Linked DNA regions of Mustela erminea: region 1 is linked to region 2. Evidence: chromatin contacts called from public Hi-C data. All regions are on one chromosome and are shown on one strand. The core of a region is the stretch at or near the end of the contact, and the rest is flanking DNA. Distances in the headings are between cores, read along the strand shown. Region 1 holds the start of PLCXD2 (PI-PLC X domain-containing protein 2). Region 2 holds the start of ABHD10 (mycophenolic acid acyl-glucuronide esterase, mitochondrial).

Evidence for each region. Hi-C and Micro-C count contacts between places; a contact is called where the count stands out from the background.
Region 1: a contact with region 2 is called in a Hi-C map of spleen, with 2.8 times the contacts expected there. The contact joins the promoter of PLCXD2 here to the promoter of ABHD10 in region 2. A contact is called at or near these places in 2 of 3 Hi-C or Micro-C datasets (skeletal muscle and spleen).

The regions. Positions count from the first base shown.
Region 1 is chr1:162,015,430-162,020,030 of mMusErm1.Pri, forward strand. It overlaps PLCXD2 (PI-PLC X domain-containing protein 2), which reads right to left and starts at 2,132. Exons shown (of 5, transcript XR_004287157.1): 1 at 1,379-2,132. All of the region lies in intron 2 of LOC116594339 (a long non-coding RNA gene), which reads left to right.
Region 2 is chr1:161,734,855-161,739,534 of mMusErm1.Pri, forward strand. ABHD10 (mycophenolic acid acyl-glucuronide esterase, mitochondrial) reads right to left here and starts at 1,924. Exons shown (of 5, transcript XM_032349314.1): 1 at 1,018-1,924. The coding sequence starts at 1,156.

The DNA.
Region 1 (4,601 bases), core at 882-3,381, 280 kb after region 2:
CTACCTGCCATACCACCTGACCAAACAATTCCACCGGAAAGCCTGAAGACAGATGACTAATGTTAAAAGAAGCCCGTGCATCATTTCAGTGATGACTCCACAGGCATCAATTAAACATGGAAAAGACCTGTTCTGAGGCATGACCATCTGGCATTTCCCAAGGAACTATAGTCAATGGCTGATAAAACACAAGTGATCATAACTATAAAGAGATTTAGCAGCCCTCTCCTTGCTCAAAAGCAGCAAGAGCCCATAAGGACAATGAACCTGGAAGACCTCCAAAAGAAGAGGCGAGTAAGGAAAAGGCTGCATCTGAAGCCAGCTCTGCTCTTCCTCATGCATAGAAAGCAAAGATCTGGGTTGCATGAGGTCATGCACAAAAATCAGACTGCTCCCAGGGATGCTTGCGAGTTTGTCTGGAAGTCTAGGGCTCAACATCAATTGTTATGTCTCCAGGTGAGAGAAAACATTGGCAGTAGTCCATCCCCTGCTCCGAGGGGTGCTTTTCAAGTACAGGCGTCTGGGACTTTGCCCAGCACAGCAGTCCAAGATCACTGTAGTCCAAATGGCCCTCCCTAGAAACCATGTTCTAGCCAGCTTTTGAGTGGAAGGAAGAGGACACATTTAACAATTTAATGAGAGTGATTCCAAGGCATAAAACCCCTAGGATAGAAACTGTGGCTGGAGGAGAAGTGTTTTTCAATGCTCTGGTTCTAGATCAGTCAGGCAGACACCTGTATATATATATAGACAAATCTTCAAACACCACCTCATCACACCTAATGACTGCCTGTGACCTCTGATGAGCATTTGCATTCTCTATATCTGGCTTTTCCAACAGCAAAAATATGTGTCTTTATACTCAGTCCTGGTTCTGAACCTGTTATCTAATGCTAATCTTTGTTTATTTGTTTTTCCTATATGCAAGGTTAAATTAATGAGAAAGAAAATACTTTTCAGTTTTAATTTTGATCCAGATTGAAAATCGTTAATGACCTTTTATTCATTACTCATGAGCTCTCCTTTTTTCTTTAAGTGATTCAGGTACTCACATGGCCTGGTTCCAACATTAGGGATGTAACATTCTTAGAATGAGGCTACCAAGTAAAAACAAAACACAAACAAAAAGATGCAAATAAACAAAAAAAAAATGGTGCTTCCATTCTCCCAAGCCCCTTTTGCCAATGATGCAGTGTACTTAAATCTGTTTACAGCAGCTGCTTCAGTGTTAAGTTTTTGGTTGGAAATAAAAACGTTTAGTAAGGTCACTGACAATTATTTTCTCAGCACAACAGAAAAGCAACCCAATCCATTAATAATAACAACACTAAAATGGCAGAAGCAAACACAGTGGGAACAAGTAGGAATAGAAGAGTACCTGGGATTGCCAGATTGGAAAGGGGGACGTTGTGGAGGTGAGGGGGGAGCGAGGCCATCCAGTCGGCATTGCAGACCTCCGATGATGTCTTTGTCCCGCTGGGGTTGGGGGAGCAGATGGTCCCCATCCTGAGTTTCCTCCTTACCTTCCTAACTGCTAGCATCCCTCTTTGTCAGTCAACAAACTGCCCAGGCGCAGCCCGGTGCCACTCACTCAGGGATCATCACGGCCCGGACTCTAGACATTCCAGGGCCATCTTTGTCAAGCCAGTCTTGCCAAAAGACCTTTCTGCCGGGTAGACGGGGCAAGTAGGTGGTTCCCTACCCCCCAGCCCCCGCAGTCCCCACCCTCTCCGGCCCAGCCGCTGTTCCACTCCCTTAATCTGCTCAGACCCGGCTCCGTTAAACTTCTTAGGTTCCCCCTCTGGAGCGGGGGTTAGGTAGGCCCCTAGAGAGCAATCTTACAGAAACTGAACGTCCGGCGAGCAGCCACGCCCGGAGCCACTCACACGACAGGTGCCCTTACGGCGTACGGACAAGCCGGTGGGTCTCTACACACGTGAGCGCCCGGACGCAACATCACCAGCCGGATTTATGCCTGTCTGTGTGTCACGGGGCTGGCCCAGAAGCTGGGCCTGCCTCCTCCTCCTCCCCCCGCTTCTCAGCACACACTCCCCCTGCCCTGTGGCTTCCCGAAGGCGCTCAGAAGTGTAACCGGCGGCACCCGGACTCCGGCAGCCCCGCCCCGCACTGCCGGGCAGATTTGCCGGGCTACGCGGCCCGTGATTGGCCGCTGGCGGAGCGCGCTCCGATTGGCCGGCGTCCGTCCGGGCTGCCCCTCGGAGCGCTCCCACCCCCTCCGCGGCCCAGTCCCCTCCCTCCGTTACTCCAGCCGGGCTGGAGGAAGGCGGGCGCCGCCGCGGGGACTGCGGGCGGGGGAACTTGGGGGCTAGTCCTGGGACCTCAAGAAGCGTCCTTCCTCTGGCCTTCCTGGAAGCCAGCGCTCAGATGCTGTATACGACCACAGATGATGTTTCTTTCCTTGTGTCTTTCCTCTACACACACACACACACACACACACACACACACAAAATGACAATCACATAGAATGTATTACATTTTAATAAACCACAGAGGAGGCAGAAATAGGGGGAGTAAGAAGGCTGAGAAAGGTGAAATATATCATATTTGGATGACAACCTCTAGGATGGTTTGTTTCAGCAGTTACATAATGAAGATTTACTTACACACCTCTTACCCCCTTCTTACAGAGGAAGGAATAATGATGACTTCTATTTGTATTACTCAGGTATTTGAAACCTTCTTGCAAATTCTTTGTCCCATTTGATCTTCACAGGGCCCCCATAGGGCAGGGCGGGTGGTGGATAGGATGCCCTTTTCACACATGAAATGGAAGTTCTGAGGCGTTCAGAGAGCAGCTGGCGCTATTTGGAAATGCCATTTTAAAAGGAAACCCTCAAATCCAGAGGTCTGTAGGCACACAAACTCATTTCCCTGCTTTCTGCAATATTCCCTACTCCTTCAAATGGTACTTTTTCATGGTGGTATACTACAGGGTCTCTAATGGTATGAGAACTTTGCACAGCAACAATCAGAAACATCCTGACCAACAGGCAAAATCAGAATGCCTCCACCCAGGACCTTGATAGTGGGGTCCTGGAGGGCTTCAGGTCAGGCAGCTCCTGGGTGACTCAGGAGGGGCTTATGTGAAAAGCAAGCAGCAGGCTTTGCTAAGAGAAAAGTAAAGTCTGACATCCAATCACTGACCAGCCCACTTCAACTCCAGGGTAACTCCACAGGCCCCTGCAATGCCTGTGCCCTAGACACCACTCAATGCACATAACTCCTGCTCATATTGTCCCTTTGGAGGCCAGGAAAAACAAGGCTGTACCTACGAGTCTAGCCCTGTACAGCCATCTTGATATTCCAGATTATCAAAATATTTCTTGGGTTCTGACCTACTCAGGTTAGCACTTTAAACAGTCCCTCTCTTCTCTAATAATTGATTTAAACCCCTGGACTCAGCTGCCTCTGTCTTTCATAATAAGTCCCCTACACATTCCCCAACTGATTAATGTTGACCCGAGCAGGCAGGGACAACTCTATGCCCCTACTCAGCAGGAAGAAGTTAGAGAAGATGAGACCTTCCACCTTCAGCAACCTTAAAGATTTAAGGGTCAAAATTGTTCAGGGGGAAATGTGGAGGCCGAGAAAATTAAGGCTATCCCACCTCAGGTTTAGCTGATGTGGGAAACAGAGGCAGAAGAAAATCATTAAAATTCCTTACCTACTGACAAGCTCTTGAAACAGACAGAGTGGCTCTCCCCTGGGGACTTAACTGCCCTCACCTTGAGGTTTTGCGAAGGACAATCCTAGCCTCACCAACCCTCTACCCCAACAGATCCGAGTAGGATTCTGTAAGTCTACTTTAACAATTCCTTTATCTCTAAACCTCCAAGATAGTGTCAAGAATCATTCCCAAGTATATGGCCCACTGATACACATCTAAAGGGTCTCATGAGAAGATTTTTATTGGTAATAAATAACCCTTCTCCCAACAATAGCTAGTCCCCCAAGATCCTGGAGACCTTGCTTTCAAAATTCCTTAGAGACTTATGCCATCCCTAATCCCCTTTGTCCTCACCCACCACCGAGTCCACCCCTACTCTGCCTTTAAAAACTCTGACTGTAATCTGGTTCCAGGTCCAAGTCCCTACTCTGCTGTGTCGGGTATACTTGGGCCCAAGCTTAAGCTTGTCAAATAAACCCTCGTGTGATTGCATCGGTGCTTGGCTCCTTGGTGGTCTCTCGGACATGAAAACTCGGGCATAACAGTCCCCTTTTCCTCTTCCAGGTTATTCTTAACATTCATTTGAACCTGCTTTTCAGTCCTTTGAGCTGCCTGGTATTACAGGAAATTTTTGTTTTTGTTTTCCTGGAGGAGTATCCCATCGTTAATAAAAAGAAAGTGTTCATCATGTATCTTCTGGGGTTTAAAGCGCACTTCAATATAGTGCTCTTTTTTCCAAGTACACCATGGCACGTGTTTGAGTTCACATTTTAAAAAAAAATTTTTTAATATTTTATTTATTTATTTGACAGAGAAAGACACAGTGAGAGAGGGAACACAAGGAGGGGGAGTGGGAAAGGGAGAAGCAGGCTTCCTGCTGAGCAGGGAGCATGATGCTGGTCTCAATCCCAGG
Region 2 (4,680 bases), core at 674-3,173:
GCCCCAAACAGGAATTTCTTCCAAAGACAATTACAATTTACTTCATTTTGGTGAGTTGTAAGTGGACAGTTCTTAATATGACACCCATAAATGATCTTATTATACTACAAGGATTAGCTCAAAGCCTGAAGCTAAGTCCTTAATGGTGTGCCAAGGAGAGTATTACAATCTAGTTAATGAACTGACACATACTGTACTTCGCTGGAGGAACTTATATACAACAAGCCTTTAGGTTGTATCCAATTAAATGTAAGTTACACTGATTATACACACTTAAAATTTTAACTAAAACTAAGGGTGTCAGCAATGACGTCTCTATTGCAAGCACAGCGCACCCGGCAGCTTCTATGGCAAAGGTGTAAACAACACAGCCGGAGAATAAAAAGACAAAATTCAGAAAGACAGACTACATATACTGAGGGTAGGGTGGTACGGTGAACAATCAAATACAAGATAAAGAAAATACTCAGATGCCCTCATTTTTTGTCCAAATTCTAGTTTCCTTTTTTGAGTAATGATTACGGTTTTCACTGAGCTGGGAATATCGAAAAGGCAAAATCAGAAATTAGGCTGGATGACCGAATCTACACTTTTGCAACAACAAAAAAGTTCATATCGTCAATTCCCTCTAGTGAAGCAAAGGCAGGTCTAAGCATCCTAACAGAGTCAAGATTTGTAAACCCCTTAGACCTGAAGAGAAAAGACAGAAAAAGCAACTAATAAACGCACATCTTAATATTTCCCGGTGTTGGCGCTTAACGCGGGGAGACGGGCAGGGTAGCATCTTGAAACTGCAAAGCGGAAAACGCCAGCAAGGGCCGGGGCTGGGCAGGGTACCCAGGGCCAAGAAGAGGTCTTCCTACTACCTCCACCAGAATTGCTGAAAGTGCCTAAAACAAGGATACTAAGAATGGGGATGAACATTTTTAAATAGGGCGCCAAAAACGCACTAGACAGGAACGGACTAAACCCGATGTTCGAAAGAACGCGTACTTCTCCCGCCTTTCGGCCACTGACCTGGGAGCCACCGTGGCGTCCCCTCGAGCTTCCTTTTGAATAATGCGGTGAAGCCACGGTGGAAGCCAAAGACGGCCGCTTTGCTCCACCTCCGACAAGGTACCCAGGCGCCCAGAGACGCCATGCCGGCTCCGGCCATCTTCCCAGAGGGCCCTGAGCACCGAGCTGACCTACAGAGTCGCTCAGCGCAATAACTAGGCTGCGCATGCGCCACCGGCCGGAAGCCCGGACTTGCTAAAGAGCACCCCGGGAGAGTTTCAACAGAGAGCGCACATGCGCAGAGCGTCGTCCCGCTTGCCCTCCCCTCACTATTGGACAGCTGATTCTCTCCGGCAGTTTTTGCCCTTGATGGCCCGGAATGTTTTGATTGACCTCAGTAGGTGGCTTTTTTAATGAGCAGATAGATATTCCGTCGCTGAGGGTGCGGAGAGAATCCGTATCCAACGTTCCTAGATAGGAAACCGTCTGATCATCCCGAGGACACTGGGGAGCGGAAGCATAAAATGCTAGCTAGACTCCTTGCATTATAAATCGCTCTCCCGCCCTGATAGTTTTAAGCATACCGGAAATGCTTCCAAGATCTGACCTTAATCCTGCTTGCAGAAATACCCAGAGCGTACTTGTCCACCGCTCCTTCGATTTTGCTTAAGCTCTTCGGATGCCTGGCAGTTTTTTTTTTTTTTTTAAATTATTCCGTTCCCTGCCTCGTGTTATGTGCAAAAATAAATCCCAGTAGATAAACGATCTCAACGGAAAAATAAAATTGAGAGGATTTAAGTACAGAGAATATTTTATAGTTTGGGGATAGAAGGGACTCTCTTAAGCAAGATATGAAACTAAATTCATTTAAAAATGTATATGAATTTCAACTTCTTGAATGGCAAAAGTCATCTTGAGTCAAATGGGAGTCTAGAAAAACTGATTTTACAGAACAGGTAACAGAATGTTAATACTTCTATTCAGCCTGCTCCTAGAAAAAAACGGGAAAAAAAATCTATAATTTCAAGGAGTTAGTCGATATCTGTGAATAGGCAGTTCATACGTGAAGATATTCAACTTCACTAATTGAAAAAATAACGTTACTTTTCTCACACATCAGATTTGCAAAAATTAAAAAGAGCAACTATTGGCAAGGACGCTGGGAAACTGGCACTCGCGTAGGGTTTAGGGGTCAGCTGCTAAACTCTTCTGTCAGGTAATCTCGCCACATCTTTTAGGATTTATAAAATATGCATCATTTTCAGTGCCCTTGACCCAGTGGCCCCACTTTGCGACTCTCCTGTAGAAAACAACACTAGTTCATAAGGCTGTATATTATCTGCTAAATTTTTAGCAGATTTTATCTGCTAAATTTTTATCTGCACCAGTTTTAGAAGGAAGCAGAAGAAAAAAATGGAGTAGTCAATAATAGAAAAATAGTTGAATAGTCATTCAATTGCCATGGGGGTTTCTGAATTTTAGCTCTGGGACCCTTCCAATTAATCCTGGGGGTAAAGAGCATCATCGCGTAAGATCTTCTTTTTTTCTACTTCAGGTTACCGTGGTTGGTATAATACTTAAGTAAAGCCACTTTATATGTTGGTCATAAATTTTGGAGCAATGATTGGTCCTAGAGTTAGAGGCAAAGTTGGATACAGTGAATCAGTCTATCTTTGGTATGTCTTGAGAACCTGTCTTATTGGAACATACTGAAAAACTTGGTTAAATAAAAATTAAATACTTTCTTGAGTGGTATAGTGCCAGAAATAGATGCAAGGAGGGCTGCTTGATTTCAGGTTGTACTCCAAAAGCTGGTAAACTATTTCGCCAATTCTCCATTAGGCCTGTTGTAAACTACAGAGGAATTAAATCAGTAAGATAATACACAATGCACATCACTTCACTATCGCTTGTATCTTAATAATCAACATTTCTCACTGTGCTTTTTTTTTTTTAAAAAGATTTTATTTATTTATTTGACGGAGAGAGATCACAAGTAGGCAGAGAGGCAGGCAGAGAGAGAGAGGGAGAAGCAGGCTCCCTGCCGAGCAGAGAGCCGGATGCAGAGCTCGATCCCAGGACCCTTTTGATAATTGCAAATATTCTCAATCATTCCTTTCCTTATTCTCTCCCTTTATTTTTGCAAATCTTGTATTTTATGTGCAGCAAAATGAAAAAAAAAATCTGACTTGTTTCCCTAATGGGAAAAGCACTGTACATGGACTGTTTTCTTTACACACCCTTATAAGTATAACAAATCAGGAAAACTTGTGACTAGGTCAAGTGAAGATGCTTTTACCCACAGTGATGGGCTTGAAGTAAACTAATCTGTTTCCATACCCACTGTCAATGTTGCATTCCTTAACAGGAGTTATTGATAGGACATATTGTACAGGGCCATTTCTCTCTCTGAAATCTGCTGCCTTAGCCCAGGGAGACAAATGAGTCACTATCAAGTAAAGCCCTTAATTCACATCTGCATGATTTTTTCCCTGCTGGAAAAGTAGGCACAGTCCTTGCAATCCCCAGTAATAACTGCATCTCTGTAAAAAGACAGTAAGATGTCAGATTTGTCAGGGGTTATCTCACTTTGTTAGCAGCAGGAATGTGACCAGAGAGACTCAGAATTACTTCGATTTATAAAACTACAAATCATAATGTGAACACACAACTTTTGTGGAGATTCACAATTGATTTTTGCTGATTAATCCACCCCCTGTCATGTCACCAACAGGTAACTGCCTCATGAGAGATGAGTTTATTTTCAAATGTGGAATCTGGTCAACATTTTAATCCATACTCAACATATTTTAACACACGTTTTAAAAGGTTTACTACATCATGCAAGATATAATGCTGATTCGAACATCTTTATAATCCTACAAAGTACAGTACAGACAAGTTATATCTTTACATTGACCAACAAAATGTTAGCAATTGCATTTCACTCTTTTAATCATTATGGGGTTTGGGGTGATTCTCTGAAAAAAACACATTATAAAAATGTCTTTTGCAATCATGACCTTGTCCTCCACTGTTCAAGTAAAAATCATGTGTCATCCAGTTGCAAAATCTTATTATTGGCAACATGTATACAAACCACACTGCAAAGTTTTAAGAATTGTATCCCATCAGGCCTGACAAAGATTTTATGGACACTTTCAATCTAATTGTTTCACCTGTACTAGTAAGCAAAGCCACGATTTTCTACTTCTGTTCATTTGCCAATTTTTAGGAAACAATACGTTCATACTTGCAATACACACAACATGATAAACCAGGATAAAGTCATTTGAAAAAATGTTATAAAATAGACTTGCCTGAAGTCATTTCATCCAACAAAAATTAATTTAACTCTAAAAAACAAAAGCTAAATGTAAAGAAATACATAATGAAATAGTACATTACAAAGAACATTAAGTTGAAGTTCATTTTTCTTTTTATAGAACTATGCTACTTCAGTAAATAAGTATTTTAATTGGTCTGTTCTTTGGTGAAAACAGAGGTCTGATTCATCGTTATATCACGTGAGACTGCAATCAACAGCTGTGTTCCACAAAAAAGAGGAAACAGACAATCTAAAGGAAATCAGCCGCTGGCTACCTTTATTCTCAGCACTGGGGATGGAGAAATTTTCAGCAAACCATGAAATAGTCTCCTTATCTTAAATTGCTCAAAGTGACA